Regions from separate parts of the Acanthopagrus latus genome. Here region 2 is linked to region 1. Evidence: chromatin contacts called from public Hi-C data. All regions are on one chromosome and are shown on one strand. The core of a region is the stretch at or near the end of the contact, and the rest is flanking DNA. Distances in the headings are between cores, read along the strand shown.

Region 1 (4,701 bases), core at 1,100-3,599:
TTTTTACATGTACGTTTATATTCTGGTTGATAAATTCAACATGATGATCAGAATTAATGTGTGTTTTTTGATCCAACTGGTGAAAAAACAATATTTTAAAATGTGTGTAATTTGTGTAATTTGAACGCAACAAACGTTTTTGCTTTTGTTGTCTTGTGTGGAGGATTTATGTCCTCTAGCAAAACAAATTTAAATAAATACGTCGTTAATAAAGTTTGCACATAATATTGTGGAGTACAAAGTGAAATGAATAATATTTGACTCTCAGATTTAGTGGAATTGAAAACCTCAAGCACACTGTGTTCAAATGTACTTAGCTACATTCCATCACTGGCTAATTAGCAGACATTAGCATGCTAACAGAGAGCTAAGATGGTGCACACGTTAAACATTAAACTTGCTAAACGTCTCATTACGAGCGTGTTAGCATCCTGACATTAGCAGTTAGCTCAGAGCGGCGCCGAGCCCGAGTTCAGCCGTCCTGCAGCTTCGGTTCTCGGCTCACGTTCCTTCACATCCTCTGAATTAATCACACAGACTCACAACACTTCTCTACATATTTGACCTATTCATCCAGACATCTGACACACAGTTAAACAAACAGAGCGCCGCCCGTCCCCAAATCTAAAACCCATTCCCGCCACCTCACCCAATCGCTCTCCCCTAACCCCCTCCTCCTCTCTGCAGCTGCCCTTGAGCTTTTCTATTACCGCATGGAAAGCACCTCGCAGCCCCTGACAAGCGCGGCGGATCGACACTAAATCAGAAATCAGTGCCAGCCGCAGATCTGAGCCACCATGAAGGTCACAGGCCCTACACTGCATGTCGTCTCAATCGGGGGAGCAGGAGTAGACACAGCTAGGGTGATGTGTGACTGTGTGTGTGTGACTGTGTGTGTGTGTGACTGTGTGACTGTGTGACTGTGTGATGTGTGTGTGTGTGTGTGTGTGTGTGTGTGTGTGTGTGTTAACAGAGGAGGAGGATGGAGGATGATGTGAAGAGAGAGAGCAGGTCAACATGAACGCATGAGTCCTGGTGGAAGACACAAAGAGAAAGAGTGAAATCACACCAGTATCAAACAAACCGTTTTGATTTTCGTCCATCAAGATTTATGCTCATGATTCAGATCAATACAAGAGGAGGCACCTGGTTCTCTCTGGTTGGTGGAGGTGTGAAGCTTCCTCTCATCTCATGGGATTGTCACACACTGCCATCTAGCTGCATGAAGCAGGACGACGCCTGTTTCAACAGCAGCTGACTGTGCTGGAACTTCATATTTCACCTCCAAAAACTCAAAATAAAGAGAGTTTTACTTTGGATGTTTGAGCTTCATCGTGCAGACTGATGTTTTTTGTGACGACTAGTTTTGAACACAATCGTCTGACAAAGACAGACTTTTAATGGGAAACACTTTTAGATAGAAGCGTCCTCAGCTGATTACAAAAAGTTAGATAATTAAATTTATGTTTAAATATTGAAACGAGACAAAATGCACCAAGTGTCCATCACTGACATCTGAACATTCAGGTTCAGGTTCAAAGTTCATTTCAAAGTTCTTTAGTTCTCACAGTAAAAACAAAAGCAGGTAGAGCTAACATACATTTTTATTTGGAGTTTTTCACTAAAATTTTAACCTCAAGTTAAGCAAATGTTTTAATTGTAACAGACTTTGCACAGATGAATTGACCTTGAAACATAAAGTAAACAAACATACTGGGTACTTGGGATGATTTTAAACACACATGCAGACAATTAAAATGCAATTTACCATTTTATCAATCAACCATAAAACAAAACAAACAATATTTTAAAATTCTTCACTTAACAGTTAACTTGTTAAAATGGAGAGAATCTGTGATAAAACATGATAATATCTGTTCACACAGGTGCAGACTTTTAACTGTCATGTTAGTGAAGATACTTAATATCAATAATAATAATAATAATAATAATAATAATAATAATAATAATAATAATAATTGTTGAAAGTTGAGTTTATATAGTGATAAAGCAGTGATTTTTGTCAGTCAGACCTGGCATAGATTCTGTGATGATAAGATTATTTAAGAATCATAAGAATCATTCTCTCAGCATAACATCAAACCCGCATATCCAGATTTAATAAATGAAATTCTCATTTATTATTATATTTAATAACTGATAATTCAGACTGTTTTGGTCCTTTAAGCTGATTGGTGTGAATGAACGTGTCCTCTGATATTTATTCTGTTTAGCTGACACACATGAACACATGATGAATTCTTTCTTTCTTCCTTTTTTCAGTGACAAAATAAAAAAACAAACATAACCAGCAGCTTGTTTATCGGTCTGGATGAATCACGTCCCTCCAAAGCTTCCGTAGTTTGAGTCACATGAGCGGTTTGTTGTGGTTTTCAGTGAATTTAACCTCTTTTAAAAACATCCAGCTGGCTCACAAACTGCGGCTGTAACATCACATTCACTGACGTTTGTTTGAATTGTCCGGTTAACGTAAAGAAGTGTGTCATCTTCTCATAATTACCGATAATTACGGGGATATTTAATCGAGCGGAAGCGTCTCGTGTTTCTGTTTACGACCGTTACAGCGTCATAACGTTAGCTTGTTTGTTATGCTAACGTTCGCGCTAGGCTAGGCTAGGCTAGGCTAGCTATGTTTCCGTCTGGTTTTCACATTAATATATAAACCGACTTCATTCTGCTTCTTAACGTTAATCGTTAACACTGACGTCATGCTGCGGTGGATCCTCGGTGGTCGCGAGGCTCAGGGCTCCGCGGAGGTAAGAGAAGTACCGGGAGCTAACGTTACCTGAGACAAGCTAACGTTTAAAGTGTTAGCTAGCTGTCAAGAACATTAAAATGAACAAACTCTGAGGTAATAAACTACAATTTCAACACATTCAGAGTGAACAAACACGTGTAATAAGACACGAGACATGAAGCTGCTGTCACGTTACTCCACCAGCTTCATGTGTAATTTGTCTCTTTACTGTTTTTATCTCGATATAATGAATGATGATGATGTTTGAACTGATGCATCATGTCACTCTCTGATCTCCACAAGCTTCATGTGTCTGTGAACAAAATATCTGTGAGACTGACGAGCAGTGATGGAAGTAACTAAGTACATTTACTCAAGTAATGCAGTTCTAAGGTACTTGTACGTCTAAAAACTGAGGGAAGTATTGTAGTTTTTACTCCTCTACATGTATGAAGTGTTGGGCAAATTACTTTGTATATGCAAAACATGACATATGATTTTTTACCTTCATTTAAAAGTTACGACGTTACTGTCTGAGTAGAGTAATAGATTACTTACTTACTGTTATGAAAAATTCAGCTGAAATATATGAATGTCCTCGGACAGACAAATGATCACAGTCTGATATATTATGAGACCAGAATAAATATTTTTAGTTTAGGCCTTCTGTAAGATTTTCCTATAATGACACGACAAGACAAACATCTCTTCTTCTTCTTCGGCATTTTTACATGTTGGACATTTATCAGACGCTTCTGTACAAAGTGATTTACAGTAGTTCATCCACACACTGATGGTGGCGGCTGCCATGAAAGGTGCCGCACATCAGTTCAGTATCTTGCCCAAGGACACTTCAACATGCAGACCAGGGGAATTGAACCTGCAACCTTCTGATAACAAGACACTGGCTGTACTGAGCCACAGCCGCCCCATTTACACCACAGAGACTGAACACAGAACTTAATGATATTATAAGTAATATGTAAAAAAACAACAACAATAAACAGCTCAGTTCAGTAAAGGGGATCGTAACATGTTACGTGATATAACTATAGTAATATATTACTGAAATGTTATTAGTAACATGTTATTTTACGAGAAGAGAAATATACTGATGTGTTACACCAACACTGCCTTTATTTAAAGTTAGTAAGTAAATAGTTTATTTGATAAAGCAGCATTCACACAGCGAGGTCACAAAGTGCTTCACAAATACGAAGCAGTGTTTGAAATGTTGAGGAATCCTGAAGGATGATCGATCGTGTCAGCAGTTTCATACTGAACAACATCCACTACATCTCATATATGTTGAACAGATAATCCATTTTTTAAATTTTTGTTCAAGAAATTGCTTCAAGTTTGCATCCCTACTAATTAATTTGTGGAAAAGTTACAAAATAAATTGATTAACTTAGTTGTCAATTATTAAATGAATCCCCAAATATTTTCATAATTGATTTCAGTTAATAGAAAATAAAAAGTAAGTAAGAGATCTCTGATTGCAGCTTGTTAGCTGAGAATATTTTCTGGTTTCTTTCTTCCTCTGTGACAGTGAACTGAATATCTTTGGACATTTGAGGACGAAAACACAGAACGACGTTTTCTTTTCCAACCAAAGCTCTAATCGATTAATGGAGAAAATAATCAACAATAAGAGTAACTGTTTGTTGTAATAATTCAGCCTCTCTGAGCCCAGAGAGTGAAATCATCTGGCGAGTTTAAAGGAGGAATGGAAACAAAAGCCGAGTCTCTGATATTCAGCACAGCTCTCGACTCCCTCGGCTCTGTCGGCCTGTTTGTCTCAACACTTTCCCTCGTGTGTCTGCAGAAAAGCCCCGTGTTGTGCATCGGAGAGGAACAGCCCAAAAACTGGTTCACTGAGCTGCAGGTGCTGAAAGGACATTTTGACATTGTTCGATTTCTGGTGCAGATTGATGACTTCA
Region 2 (4,701 bases), core at 696-3,195, 130 kb before region 1:
TTTTTTAAATATACGTGCTGTAAATCAATATATTGCAATAAATCAAACAAGTTAAAAAAGAAGATAAACATGGCCAGTAAATGTTGATGTAATGCTCTGATCAATGCCTGCATTTCATAATCTGATCATCACCAATCAAATGCATCAAATCTGGACCTCTTTGAATGTGTCTTTTTCTATAACGTGACCTCATGTTGCTGCACGGAGGTCTGAATGTGTCGATCACTCTGTCGGTGTGTGTGTCACGTTTAAACCAGTGAAGCCTTCGTATGTGTGTGTTGTGCAGGAGTGTAAATAAGACGGAGTTTTGCCTTCAAGTCTTAATCTGTGTGCGGGTCAGAGTGTCAGACCCTTCTGGACTATCTGGAGATGTTTCATCTGTTGAAGCTTCCTGCGACATGCCTTGTTTTCTGCTCAGTTCTCTTCTTTTTGTTTTGTATTTCACACTGTCTTAATTTGGACCAGTGCATGTGTACTGCTAAAGGAACAGTCCCCCCCCCCCCGAAAATGAAAATCCAGTCGTCCACTCCTCCTGATGAAATAAAGTCAGGTGAAGTGTCGTAATCCACAGAACAGTTCTGCTAAACATCTGAAGCAGCTGGAGACTTTATGATGACTTGACAACAAATAATGTCTCCATACAGCTCGTCCAGAGTCTACTGAGGCCTTGAGGTCACAAATTGGTTCAAAAAGACTTTATTTACTCTGTTTTAAAAGTTGGATTTTAGATGTTGGGTGAACTGTTCCTTTTATGATAATCAGACTGAGCTGCAACAGAATTTTGCTGTTTATTTTAAAAAGATAAATGTGAGAACGGCGTTAGACTGCACTGCAACGTGAACTGTGATGTTCTGTCGATGGACCGTGGCTTTAAGCTTCATAATCAACATGGTTTGTGGTAGAAACACTGAGAATGAACTCAGAAGCATCTCTAACATTAAAACTTTATTGAAATTATTGGTAAAACGTAGTGAGGAATGTTTGTATATTTTGTACAATTTACAGACGGTCGGCTGTTTGCTCTGAATTTTGCTGTAATTTTTGAAAAGCACTCTGGTTTCACCTTCAGTCGCATGTTGAGTAGTTTTGAGTTTTGTATATTTATTGTATTAACACTGAATAAAACTCTTCTTCTGTACATGTTTTATGGTTTCTGTTTGTGTGTAAAGGATCGTCCAAATAGAAAATAAACTAAAAAAGTCAAATATTATTTTTTTTTCCCTTCAGTGAATAAACAAGCTGTTCTCAGGAAAATAAGGTCACAGAACACTGAGGCTAGAAAGATGGCAGGGTCCGCCACATTATAAACAAAGTTACACAGTGAATGAAATTGTGTTCAAAAGCACACAGTACAGGATTAGAAATGTCTTTACATGCGTGTATGTACTGTACACCAATTATTGGATTTAATATTCAGAATTATTCTGATTATCTAAATCAGTGATTGAGATTAAGCTAAAATAAATTGATTTTAAAATGCAGTCCTTTGGCTCTGATGCAACATGTAATCTGTAAAGTAACTAGTCACTGAAGTTGTCACAAATTAAGTAAAAGTAGAAATATGTTCTTGAAATGTGGTGAAGTGGGAGACTAGTAGCAGGAAATGGAAATACTCGAGTAAAGTACAAGTAACTCGAAACTGTACTTAAGTTACCTTCACTGACTGTTGTTGACAAAATAAATGCCAATAGTTTCACCTCAAATCATTTAAAAATACAACGCTTATGTTATTGATTACCAATAAAATAGATTTTTCTTTAATTTACGTTAAAAAAGAAACGTTGATTAGTACGTAATGTTCTTCATCTCTGACAAATTCCAAGTGCCGTTCGTTGTTACCATGGCAACAGGACGGCTCGGGGCGTGTCCAGCATAGATCTAGATTTTCTTAAAGGTACAGGCACTGTGAGTGTCAGCACACGGGTCTCTCTAGTTTATGTAGATCTATGCTCCGTGTGCAGCTGCAGCCCTGTCATGTGACACCGACTTGTCCAGCTCACACTTCCGCTTCTGCGTGTAAAAGTTGAGTGAAATCTCGGAGAAGTTTACAGGAAGACTGTTGCCAAGTTAATGAGCACTTTATAAGTTTGTGCGAGTTTAAGTTTATTTATCGGGAAGTTGTTTGAATGCGGAACATGTCGACGGCGGTCCTGTACAACGACCAGGGAGGAGCGGAGGCTGCCGTGGAAGCGGGTCAGGAGAGCACCCCGACCACCTCCAGCACCGGAGCTGCCTTCGGACTCTTCAGCACTGACTTCAAAAAGTAAGCTAGCTTAGCAAGAGTTCCGCCTGCTGTTAACGCTGTGAGTTTGTACTGAAGTTGAGCAGTTATGGTGAACTTTATGGTGGAGCTGACCCGAAAAGAGCCCGGAATGACCCCGCAGCATCAACAAGCTAGGCGGTGATGGCGACTGACCGTTAGCTGCTCGTTGACTGTCAACATTCTAAAACCGTTGTCGAGACGTTTTGTTTTCGGTTGTGTTTGTCCCCTGTGTGTCACTGTACTTTGACATAAACTCACTTTTTCACAAGAGACAGCAGCTGCAACATAAAGTCTAAAGTTACGGGCAGAAATCTGCAGATTTGATCTTGTTTATCATGAAATTAACTGCATTTAAAAGTAGCTGCACACCTGGAAACGGTTTCTCTTCCTCCATTAAGGTTGAGGATGTGATTTGGGTGAAGTGTTGATGCACGATATGGATTTATTTCAGCCGATAACCGATAATTACCTGCTTCTCTTGGTGATAAGATCAACACCATCAGTTCCTAACCTGTAGTTAAACACACCTGAAGGTAAAAAGGCTAAGAGACAAAATGGATGATGCAGTGATTTCTTCTTCTTCTTCTCCTTTTCTTCTGTGTTTTTCTTGGCTCTTGAACAGCAGCTGAGTCAGATTTTGTAAACACTGCTGTAAATAAGCCAATTAAAACAAGGTGACTTCACATTATTGGCTCTTTTCATCAGCTAGAAACTACATCCATATCAATAAGTAGCTGATAACATACCTTTCCTGATATAAGGATTCGAGATTCAATCTGTTGAGAATGGATCAACTAAACCCTGAAATATTCTGGCATCCAAAATCCCAAAACTGTAATATTTGTTTTAATTTTGACATTTCAATTCACTTACTTAGTCTCAAAAACCTGGAAAAGAATGTGAGATGGTGATTAGATGAGATATTTAATTAGAGTTCACTCAAACCTCTTCAGTTTCATACTGTCAGTGTTTTGGCAGCAATTCATGTGAAGTTTAGTTGGTGACAATGAAAGCGGGACTCAATAACAAAAAGCTTCATGCATTAGTATAACATTTGCAGAACATTGACAGCTGCAATGATTGATTGATTAGTCGTCAACAACTTTGTGTCATTTCTTGATTAGAATAAGAATCTAAATTCTGTGCTGTCAGCTTGTTAAATGTGAATATTTAGTTGTTTCTTTCCTCCTATATGACAGTAAACTGAATATCTTTGGGACATTTGAGGACGAAACACTGATTAACGTTTTTCACCATTTTATGACATTTTATAAACCAAACAAGTTATTGATTGGTCATGGAAATGAGCGGCAGATTAATCAGCAGTGGTGATATTAGTTAGATGCAGCCCTGTAGTCTGATAATAACATCTGATCTGTCAGCGTCGGTTCATTAACCAGTTCAGCGAGTCTCTAATCTTTGTTTCGAGAGCTTCATATGATGTGTACAGCTGTGACTTTCTTCAGAGACAGCTGCAATGACATCTGGTCTCCAGACTTCAGACTGAATGATCTCTGCATTTCTGCACAGTATTGATAAGTAAAAAGAAACCATACTTATTTTGTAGATTGAGGGTTTTCAGCAGGTTAACGCACTGAAGTGATCTTCAGACTGTTGTGAGGAAGATATAACACGGTCCATCTTTAAAATTTCAGGTCAAATTTCTATAAATTCACATAACAGAAATTACTTTCAAACCCAGTACTATTAAAAAGAAACAACCGATTACCAAACACCCTCCTGCAGCACATCGGTGTTAAACCTGCAGAAATCGAGCTGTCGTGTCCAAACCACATGGAAATGATAACAGCATGTCAGCCTGCAGGTGGATCCACTGACCTCTGCATGCCTCAGCACTCTGCAGCCACAGGCCAGAACAGCAACACCAGGAGACAACTGCAAAGCACTACTTGTAAAATGTAAAAACATTAGTTACACACCCTGAAATGTGACAGAGCGTATCTTGCATGAAGTTCCTCTAAAAGCCATAACTTTAATATTTGATTATTTTTTATTTATTTTATCAGAAATATTCCCACTGAGGTTAAATGCCTCTTTTACAAGGGAGTCCTGGCAGAGAAGGCAACAAGAAGAACAATTTTATTGTTCTGTATATAAGTGTTGAGTTTTGACCTCAATAAGTGTTTTAGCTTTCTGTATGCACCATGCAGAAAGCTGTGCTCTGCTTTTCCAACATGGCAGCATAGAAAGTGTTTTAGCAGTTATATAAAGTCAGTGATTTATTACAAATGATTGAATTTAATTTCATCAGAATGGTTTCAGAAATCTTTGTCTCCGCTGTTGATTATGGTTCTTAGGAAGAATATATATTCACATTTAACAAGGAGGTTGTTTTAACCTGTTTTAATCTTAGAAAATGCTCAGACCAATTTGATTAATTTAATACTTGACAACTAACAAAACAGTTGAGATTAAAG

The links. A called contact is a pair of places that touch in the nucleus more often than the background predicts.
Region 2: a contact with region 1 is called in a Hi-C map of muscle, with 4 times the contacts expected there. The contact joins the promoter of ap3b1a here to the promoter of wdr41 in region 1. A contact is called at or near these places in 2 of 4 Hi-C or Micro-C datasets (liver and muscle).

The regions. Positions count from the first base shown.
Region 1 is chr12:25,104,372-25,109,072 of fAcaLat1.1, reverse strand. wdr41 (WD repeat-containing protein 41) reads left to right here and starts at 2,349. Exons shown (of 15, transcript XR_005078152.1): 1 at 2,349-2,777; 2 at 4,587-4,701.
Region 2 is chr12:25,236,275-25,240,975 of fAcaLat1.1, reverse strand. ap3b1a (AP-3 complex subunit beta-1) reads left to right here and starts at 1,945. Exons shown (of 27, transcript XM_037116845.1): 1 at 1,945-2,263. The coding sequence starts at 2,127. LOC119030067 (secretory carrier-associated membrane protein 1-like) reads left to right here. Exons shown (of 9, transcript XM_037117403.1): 9 at 1-1,140.